Linked DNA regions of Macaca mulatta: region 1 is linked to region 2. The links are chromatin contacts, called in public Hi-C maps. All regions are on one chromosome and are shown on one strand. Each heading gives the region's core, a stretch centred on a gene start, on an enhancer-like site or on the middle of the called end of the contact. The rest is flanking DNA. Distances are from core to core; before and after follow the strand shown.

Region 1 (4,642 bases), core at 1,807-4,306, 71 kb before region 2:
CAGACATCCTACTCAAGTGGCTCCCAGTCATCCACCAGGTTTCTGCTCTGGGCTGCCTGAGACCTGTCAGCCCTGCCCCAACTCAACCACAGCTTCCACTGGTTCATGATTCTTCTGAAAGGAGCTCAGAAGTGACACCTTAATGATGGAAGGGAGCAGCAGTTGCTGCAGTAGCCAAAGCAGACTCCTCTTTGATGCCTGGCTATCCTGCCAGTTGTCCCCTACTACATCAGAAACCATCAAACTGAGCAACAGGGACAAATCCAAGATCATTCCAAACGTGACCCACCCAGGGATCTCACCTCCAAAATTCTATGATTAGGTGTAAAACAAACCAAAAAACCCCAGTACCTTCATACTCGACTCTCACATTTTAAGAAAAAGAGAAGAAGATCACCGCATTAGGCATACAGTTATGAAGATAAAAATATTTCAGCCACAATCGTTTTTCCATTATAATAAATATCGTGGTTCATGATAGAACTTTACAGCCCAAAGATATGATTAACATGATGATGCTGTTTCAAGTAAGCAGAGAAGACGATTTATTCCCACAAAGCAATATGAGAATAAAAGAGTGATGAGTGCTCTGCAGTTAGCAGAAAAGGGACCCTCATTGTCTTTTGGATGGGAGACCTACTCTTCAGAAGTGAAACTAAGATTTGTTTTAACTGACCAAAAGGAAAGCTTGAGGAACAGATATACGGTACATTCCACCCTCACACCCGGGGGGCGGGGAGGGGGGCAGTGGGGCAGCACACAGTGCCTTTCAGAGGGACAGGTGTTTGGAGGGGCTTCTGGGAACAGCCTGGCAGACGAGGTGTCAGACTAAGGAAAAAAGGGCAAAGGAAAGGGGTCCTCGGGCAGGCAGGGGTAGGTATAGAGGAGGAAGAGTTTAGTAGGGAAGGGAGATAAAAAGGAGTATTCATGGTGGCTCAAGTCTGTAATCCCAGCACTTTGGGAGGCCAAGACGGGCGGATCACGAGGTCAGGAGATCGAGACCATCCTGGCTAACACGGTGAAACCCCATCTCTACTAAAAATACAAAAAACTAGCTGGGCGAGGTGGTGGGCACCTGTAGTCCCAGCTACTCGGGAGGCTGAGGCAGGAGAATGGCGTAAACCCGGGAGGCGGAGCTTGCAGTGAGCTGAGATCCGGCCACTGCACTCCAGCCTGGGCGACAGAGCGAGTCTCCGTCTCAAAAAAAAAAAAAAAAAAAGGAGTATTCACCACTGCTACTCCATTTCAGCTGGCAGAAAGTGTCAAGCCTGAGAGGAGTGAGGTGTGGGAAAGGCCCAGACAGGTGAAGCTGTACTTCCGAAGCTGATCAGGGACTGGCAGCAGGTATTTAGGAATCCAGGTCAAATGGGGGGAAGCGACTGGACATGAACTAAAATTGGGTGAGTTAGATTTCCCAGTACGTGGGTACCAGAGACTGAGAGGAAGCCCTGTGCCGCTGAGAACAGTTAAGAATAGGAAAGAGGGTCCCCTGGAACCAGGATCAGGCAAGACGAAGGTATGGGATGGGGGAGTCTGGATAGAGGCCAGGAAGACTGGGAAAAGACCGCAAGTGGTCCCAGAGCAGGGGCAGGAGGCCTGGGGGTAGAGAAGCTGGAAGGAGTTGGGTGCCTGGACCATGAAAAGACAGAAGCAGTGAGTGGAACAGGGGACCCAGGAGGCAACATCCCAGCAGACTGTGAGCGGCACTCAGGGAGTGAGTGCCTGGTCTTGAGGTGGGGCCAGGGCCTGACCAGTCAGTTGTGGGTTAGGCGCTCCCCCGTCTGGGGGTCTGATGAAGCCCTCCTAAGGAGATCTCAGGAGCAGGAAGACCCCAGGGTCTGCGGATTCCTGGGACTGAGGAAGGGGCGGGAGGGCATGTCTCAGGTCTGAGAGAATCTGACATGGGCCCAGACACGGGGAGGGTCCCGAGTCTGGTGAAACCAATGGAGAGTGCTTCAGGGTCTGAAAAGGGCTGGTGGCAGTCCCTGATCTAGGGACGACAGGTCATGGGGAGGAAGGACCCAGGCCTTTCCCTAGTCATGAGGGGCTTCCGGATCCCAGACGGGCCGGTCACGGGCTTCAAGTCTGGGAGTGTTCGGGGTCCGCCGGGAGCCGGTCACGACGGGCTCCGGGTCCGAAGGGGCAGGTCAGGGCTGGGGCTCGGAGAGTGTGAGACACAGGCTGGGCAGGTCCCGGGTGGGAAGCGCCGGGTGCAGGAGGCCCCGGCGGCGAGGGCCTGTTCCGCGGCTGCGGGCTCGAGGAGCCGAGGCGGGCACGGCCCGTGAGCGCCGCGAGGAGGCCCTCGGGCCCCGGCCCGGCCCGGCGCTCACCTGCAGCACCACCTCTACGTCGTACGAGTTCCCCTTGCTCTTCTGGTGGCCGCGGAACTTGGAGCCGCTGTAGAGCAGACTGGTGGCCACGCCGGGCTGCTGGGTGTTGATGGGCGGCGGCGGGATGAGTGAGGCCGCGGAGGCAGCCGAGGCACCGGCCGGCGGGGGACACTCGGTGCGGACGGGCATCGCGGGGTCCCCCGGAGCCAGGGCTGGGGGGAGTGGGAGAGGAACCGCCGCCGCCGCGCGGGAGCCGAGGAGGGTGGCGGGGAGGGAGAGGCCGGGGCGCGCACGCGCGGGGTGGGGGCGGGAGGGGCGACCACCCGCCCGCTGCCTGCGGACCAAGCGCTCTGGCCGCCACCGGGACCCAGGGACCTGCGAGCAGGGCCTCCCAGTCCTGAGCTGGGTCCCCCTCCCGACTTGCCCTCGCGCACACATACACACACAGAGACACTCACAGACACACTCACACACGCACACACACACCCCGCCCCTTCCGATTGGCTCGGGCGAGCCTCGGGGGCGGGAGCAGGCTCACGCGGCGCTTCCGCCCATTGGCGGGAGGAGAAAACACGTGGCGGGGTGCGCGAGCGGCCCGCTGGGACTTGTAGTCTCCTCGCCGAGGCGCGGCGTGGAGGGGGCGGGGCGAGGTGCGTTTGTGATGCTGATTGACTGGGGGTGTGCGCAGGAGGTTTGCGAAGGCGACGGCGCGCCGTTGGTGTCATGCGGAAGATGGCGGCGTCCAAGGGAGGCTGAGGGCTTTGAGGAAGCGGTGAGAGGTTTCCGTACAGCCCGAACGTGCGGTTTTGGGGGTCCCTTCGCTCTGTGTTTCCTGCTCCAGGTTTCGCGTCGCGCATCTTCCCAGACCCTCGGGCGCGATGTGGAGGAGCTGCCTCCGGCTGCGGGACGGGGGACGCCGTCTCCTGAATCGGCCTGCGGGTGGTCCCTGCGCTTCTATGAGTCCGGGGCCAACCATCCCGTCTCCAGCCCGGGCTTACGCCCCGCCGACAGGTAAGACTATGACACGTTCTCTTTTGGGTAGGGGCCGAGCTGGGGTAAGGTGGGCTTCGGGCTTCGGCTATGCAAAGCGAGGTGACTGAGGCAGGGTTCAGGCTCATGAGGTTATGCAAGCCGGTCAAGTCTTTTTACAGATGAGAAAGTGAAGCCCAGACAAGGGCAGACGACCCGAGAGGGAACAGCGAGTGACGCACGATACAGTAATTGATATTTGGCCTGTGCAGCTTTTCTCAAAGCTTATGGCTGCCCTCCCTAGGAAATAAGGTGTCATCCTTGTTTTCAAAAGGGGAAGTTTGGGCTCTGAATCAGGACTTCGCCTAGGTTACAGACAGACTGTCTCAGAGATTTGAGGTGTCTGACTGCTTTCCGTGTCTCCACTGCCCAACACAATACCTGCACAGAAGGGACCTAGAACCTAGACCTTCATTCCTCCATCCTGGGCACTTCAGCTGCAGGTTTCCTGACTTTCCCTCCTACCACAACCTCTGCCATCTGCAGCCTTCTCTGCTAAATAGAAATTGACATCTCCACCTTTGACTGTGGAGTCACCTCCACCTCCAACTCTGATGAAGCTCAGACGTAGTGGTTCTTTCATTGCTGATGGTGAGTGGTGTTAGGGTAAGAGTGAGAATGATTCATTTCAGTGAATGAAAAGCAGTAACACCCTCCCACCATTCAATTAGTTTTATAGTGCTGGAGGCAGGAGACACGGTAGTCTTTAAGACCCACCTGTATGTATTGGTAGAGAAGCTCAGTTAAAGAAGAAAAAGACCCACCTGAATGATGTTCACTGTTGAGTGCAAAGGGTATAATATCCTGATAAGGGACATACAAAGAAGCTGTGAAAACACGGAGAATCACCTGCTCCCGTCTTGGGGCTGTTCAGGGTTTAGAATGGGTCTTGGGTGAAAGGGCATTTAAGCTGAGCCATGATAGATGAGTAGGAGTTCAGCAAGAAGGTGGGAGAGTGTTGGGTATCTAGAACATGTCCAGGGTGACAGCAAGATATGAGGGACTTTTCCCTAACACTGCCTGCTTTAGAAACTTGAGAACTTCACAGACAGTTTGGCATTGTGGCAGGAGTGCAAATCTAGGATCTGATACTGGCAAAACCTCTGAGGTCTGTGTGATCTTGGGCATGCAACTACTTCCTAATTTTTCTGCATGAGTTGAAGTACTAGGTTGTCTTTGAGGATCTTTCTGGCTATTGAGTTCTTTTTTTTTTTTCTTTGTTTCTTTTTTTTTTTTTTTTTTGAGACAGAGTCTCACTCTGTCGTGGAGGCTGGAGTGCAGTG
Region 2 (4,716 bases), core at 836-3,335:
GCGAAACTCCATCTCAAAAAATAAAAAAAATAAGGGCAGCAATGTGATCAGATCTTAGTTTTTAAGAACTCACTTTAGCAGCAGTACTGAGAATTGCAAAAGTACTGAGGTGAGAGATGACCAGGGTGTTAGCAAGATGTGAATGGGAGAAATTTCTAGAAACTTAACTTCCATGTAGGGCTAATAATCACCAATATCCAGATAAGAAAACAGAAACTAGTTAAAAAGGTTAATTAACATGCCCAACTTCATACACTTAGCATACGGCAGAGTCCATTTTCCTAATCATGACTCAACTGTATCCAGGGTACTGGGGACTATGGTTGCCACAGCTCACAATGTTTCTCACAGTTGTCATGGGTTCAGGGCCAAGGCCCAAACAGTCCTCCTCTATGGGGATCTTAGTAGTTTACCACCCAACCTGGGTCCCCTTTGACTTACCTGATGATAGTGTTGTTGAAGACCAGAGAGGTTGGAGCTGTGGAAAGCAGCAGAGTTTTACACAACTGTCAACGAAGTAGCCTCGTCGCAGAGAACAGATCCAGAATTTTCCTGGGAAACGATAACCTGGGGTCAACAGGATCTGAAAACTATAGTCCCTATTGGCCATGAATTGATAAGAAGAAAATTGGGAAAATTGGTTGGGTGAGATGGCTTACACCTGTAATCCCAGCTCTTTGGGAGGCCGAGGTGGGAAGATTGCTTGAGCTCAGGAGTTCAAGATCAGTCCGGGCAACATGGCAAGACCCCGTCTCCATTTTAAAAAATAAATAAATAAATACTGAACAAAAATTGTTTTTAAAAGAATAAAATCAATCACTTACTGAATGCTTACTGTTTGCTCAGTGCACAAACATTATTTAAGTACATGTAAGCTCCGGAGGCTATAAAAAAGGAAATCCTAATGCCCTTATTTTCCAGCTAGGGAATCTGAGGCTCCAGGGAGGGAAAGGAACTTGTCCAAAGTCATACAATGAATTACTGACAGAGACAGATGCAGAACCTGAGTATCCGTATTCACATCCAAAGCAGTTTATACAGTACCAAGATGAAATCATTTGACAGTTATGAGGTCAGATATGATGGCTAAATTCTGGGAAAAGTTATCAGTGGACAGGGTACCTCTCTTTTATGAAAGGAGGCTGGAAGACGGAACCCCTTAAAAGTCGATTCTAGCCCTGCTCCCTCGGGAAATGCTCCCTTAGTATTTCTTTTTTATTCAAAAGCTTGATAAGCCCAGGACTAAAGGGTCTTGGCTGTGTCAGCACGACTGTAAAGTGGCTGGGAGAGGACCTACGTGCTCATTTTATGAGAGGGGCCGGGACGGCGTTCTCCGAGAAAAGGGTCACAGGAAAGAGTTAAGTCGGGCGCTGTCTGTCCCTGCGAGTCCTCCCTGAGCCTCAGCTCCCAGGTCTCACCTTCTCAAGCGCTGGGAACTCCGCTGGTTCCACGCAGCTGACGCGTCTCCCGGTTGCTGGGGAACCAAGCGCCGCGACTTGGTTGCTAACGGGAAGTCAGGAGGGAGACATCCTGGGTGAAAGTTGACAGATCACGTGACCACATCTCCTGGTGGAGAAACACTCCTAACACCAACCAGCCGTAGAGAAAACAAATGTTTCTCCAATCAGCACTTTCTATGGGCGGGGATATTCCTAGATTCACCTCTGTTCCGTCCTGCTATTTGAGTGATTGACTCGTCTTTTGTCCAATAATAGTAAGAATCCTTTAGATTGACCAATATTCTGAGGAATCAAAATGCGCAACTTCCTCTTCGGGGGGCGGGCCAGGGGAGGTGCCACCACGGCTGACAGAGACTGCGGTGACCTACCTCGCTCCTCGGCCCAATCGGACGCTGCGGGGTGGGTGGGGGCTTTGCTGACGGAGGTGTAACGGCCAATCGGAGGCGGGCTTTGTAGGTGTCCCCCAATAGAGACGCGGTAAGGGGGCGGGGCCAAGGTCCCGGCGCTCGGCGTTCCAGAGGGTGGGGAGGGGGCAAGTGTCAGTCAGGACGGGAGTCCGGCGGGTTACCGCTGAGACCTCGGTGGCAGACAGGGGGCCCGGGCCGCTGCGTGTTGTCCACCCAAGATGGAGTTCCTCCTGGGGAACCCGTTCAGCACCCCGGTGGGGCAGTGCCTCGGTAAGGCCGCGTGTGGGGCGGGAGGCTGGGCGACCGCGGCAGCTGATCCGGGTGGTGAGGACCGCGGGCCTCCTCTGGGCGCCGGTGCCACTTCACGAGCGGGCTGGGCCTCCGCCAGGCGCGGGTGCCACCCCACGAGCGGGCTGGGCATCCTGGTCGTCGGGCCTTCACTGGGCGCCGGTGCCACCTCACGGGCGGGCTGGGCCTCTGCTGGGCGCCCGTGCCACCTCACAGACGGGCTGGGCATCCTGGTCGTCGGGCCTTCGCCGGGCGCCGGTGCAACCTCACGGGCGGACTGAGCCTCCGCCGGGTGCCGGTGCTATCCCACGGGCAGGCAGGGCATCTGTGTCCTGGGGCCTCCTCCCGGGCACTGGTGCCACCTGACAGGCGCCAGTGCCACTCTGCCAGGAGGCACCCCGAGGCCCAACTTGAACTCGGAGATGCCCCAGGCTTCCCTGCCCATCAGGACTCAGCCCTTCCTTTTGCTTCTAGAGGTGGTACCAACTGCTGGTCTGCTTCCCCAATGCCCTTTGGGAGATGCCACTGCATGTGTCTTTATCCAGCCCAGCAAGCTCGCTGCCACTGCCCCAAGGACCTAGTTCTCCCAGACCCTTTGTGGGATGTCACCTTCTTCTCCATCTTTGTCCCTCCTCTTCGGTACCAGCAACCATCAGACTGGGCACCCTCCCAGAAATGCCCCCTGCTCCGGGACTTGCTAATTTGAGCTGCAACTCAGCTGGGCTGTAGGAGGGACTGGGATGGGAGGAGGGGCTCTTGGAGGGTGATTATCTTGGCAAGGGGATGGCATGCCTGCAGTGCCTCCCAGGAAAGAAGGGAGGCTGTGTTATTTAATGACAAGAGCCCTGGTCTGGGAATTATGGAAGCCCAGACTCTAGCAGTGGTTTTGCCAGTGACTTCGTATGACCTTGTGCCCTTTCTGATTTGAAGTTCCCCTGTCAAAGTGTTTGGAGATGAGATGTGGTAGGTCCCTTAAACTTCTCAAGTTTTGATATTCTTTGTAGTACTCTGCACTTTGACTGTTGCTCCCTCCCCTACCTCATATTATATTTACCAAAGCTGAAATCTTTTGTTGGCAATGTAGAGAGAATGTTATTCAGGATTATCTGTTAATCCTACAGAGGGGATGTGGACACCTGGGGACACCAGAGATGGCCAGAATCCTGGATGAGGAAAGCCCAAAGTGTAGGTAAAGGAATACTGAAATGGCCACCATATGGGACTTCCTTAATAAAAAAGCAACTTGCCTTTTCACCCAAGGCAGTGGCTTATGCCACTTGATCAGTCAAGAATGCTGATTAATTTGTTTGAAGACTGGGTTCCTCCTGGTTGGTTGAAGGACTGGTAAAACATCTTTTATGAGCCAGGATCTTTGGTGTTCTTATGGGCCTGATTTTGGCAGTAGTGATTTGTTTATTTTCTGCTTTGCTTATGAAATTCTAGCTTACTTTCCAGCCTTTAGTGGGTCCTGGGAACTTATTGAGGTCTCTCCTGTTAGCTAATTAGCATTTTGGAGCCTTTCTTTACTTTCTGGCATAGTATCTTTTTTAATGCATGATGGACCCCAAAAGAGTGTTTTCCCACCTTTTTGACATTTTGTCCCTTGCTGCCCACTGGAGAGTCTCTGAATTTTCACTTCCTAACTTCTTCCTCGTGGCCTTTCTCACTCTCTTCAGGTTCTCTTGCGTGGCAGCCACACTCCAAAAACTAATTTCCAGCCAGTTAATGGAGGGAGCCAGAACACTTGGGGGAATTATTTTCTCTTCTGTCCTCTTTAAAATAGGAAGCTCTACACCTTTAAAATGACAAGGTCGTAGATGAGGGGTAGAAGTTAAAGGGGATTTAAAATACAAGTATGACCGGGCACGGTGGCTCATGCCTGTAATCTCAGCACTTTGGGAGGCCAAGGCGGGCGGATCATGAGGTCAGGAGATGGAGACCATTCTGGTGTAATACAGTGAAACCCTATCTCTACTAAAAATACAAAAAAAAAAAAAAAAAAAAAAAATTAGCCAGGCGTGGTGGCATGCACCTGTAGTCCCAGCTACTCAGGAGGCTGAGGCAGGAGAATTGCTTGAACCTGGGAGGCAGAGGTTGCAGTGAGCTGAGATTGTGCCACTGCACTCCAGCCTGGGCAACAGAGTGAGACTCCATCTCAAAAAAGCAAACAACAACAACAAAAAAAACCAAAAACAAATATAAGGGATGTAGGGATATATAGCAAGTGGAAAGAGCGTGTTATTTCTGTTAGGAAGACCTGAGTTGAATTTTGACCTGGCCCATTTCTTGGCTGTGTGACCCCAGAAGATTGTGTTGCCTTTCTGAGGTTTAGTTTGTCAGTCTTCTGAGAGAGAGAGAGAGAGAGAGAGAGAGAGAGAGAGAGATTCATATTCACAGAGTGATGTAGTTTAAATGAGATAATGTATGAAAACACTTAGCATAGTATCTGGAACATAGTAGAAGCTCAGTAAATTGAAACTGTCACTGTTAATAACAGGATACTTAAGTTAGGGTTGAATTTTCTATCCGGAGAGGGTGTGTGAAACAGCTGGCCCTTCTGT

Evidence for each region. Hi-C and Micro-C count contacts between places; a contact is called where the count stands out from the background.
Region 1: a contact with region 2 is called in a Hi-C map of CD4 T cells, with 2.2 times the contacts expected there. The contact joins the promoter of ATPAF2 here to the promoter of TOM1L2 in region 2. A contact is called at or near these places in 2 of 14 Hi-C or Micro-C datasets (CD4 T cells and fetal cortex germinal zone).

Annotation. Positions count from the first base shown.
Region 1 is chr16:19,606,356-19,610,997 of T2T-MMU8v2.0, reverse strand. It overlaps ATPAF2 (ATP synthase mitochondrial F1 complex assembly factor 2), which reads left to right and starts at 3,056. Exons shown (of 8, transcript NM_001257951.1): 1 at 3,056-3,341. The coding sequence starts at 3,209. It overlaps GID4 (GID complex subunit 4 homolog), which reads right to left and starts at 2,930. Exons shown (of 7, transcript NM_001193962.2): 1 at 2,331-2,930. The coding sequence starts at 2,768.
Region 2 is chr16:19,534,666-19,539,381 of T2T-MMU8v2.0, reverse strand. It overlaps TOM1L2 (target of myb1 like 2 membrane trafficking protein), which reads left to right and starts at 2,085. Exons shown (of 15, transcript NM_001260762.1): 1 at 2,085-2,137. The coding sequence starts at 2,086. It overlaps DRC3 (dynein regulatory complex subunit 3), which reads right to left and starts at 1,626. Exons shown (of 14, transcript XM_015118754.3): 1 at 1,419-1,626; 2 at 442-552.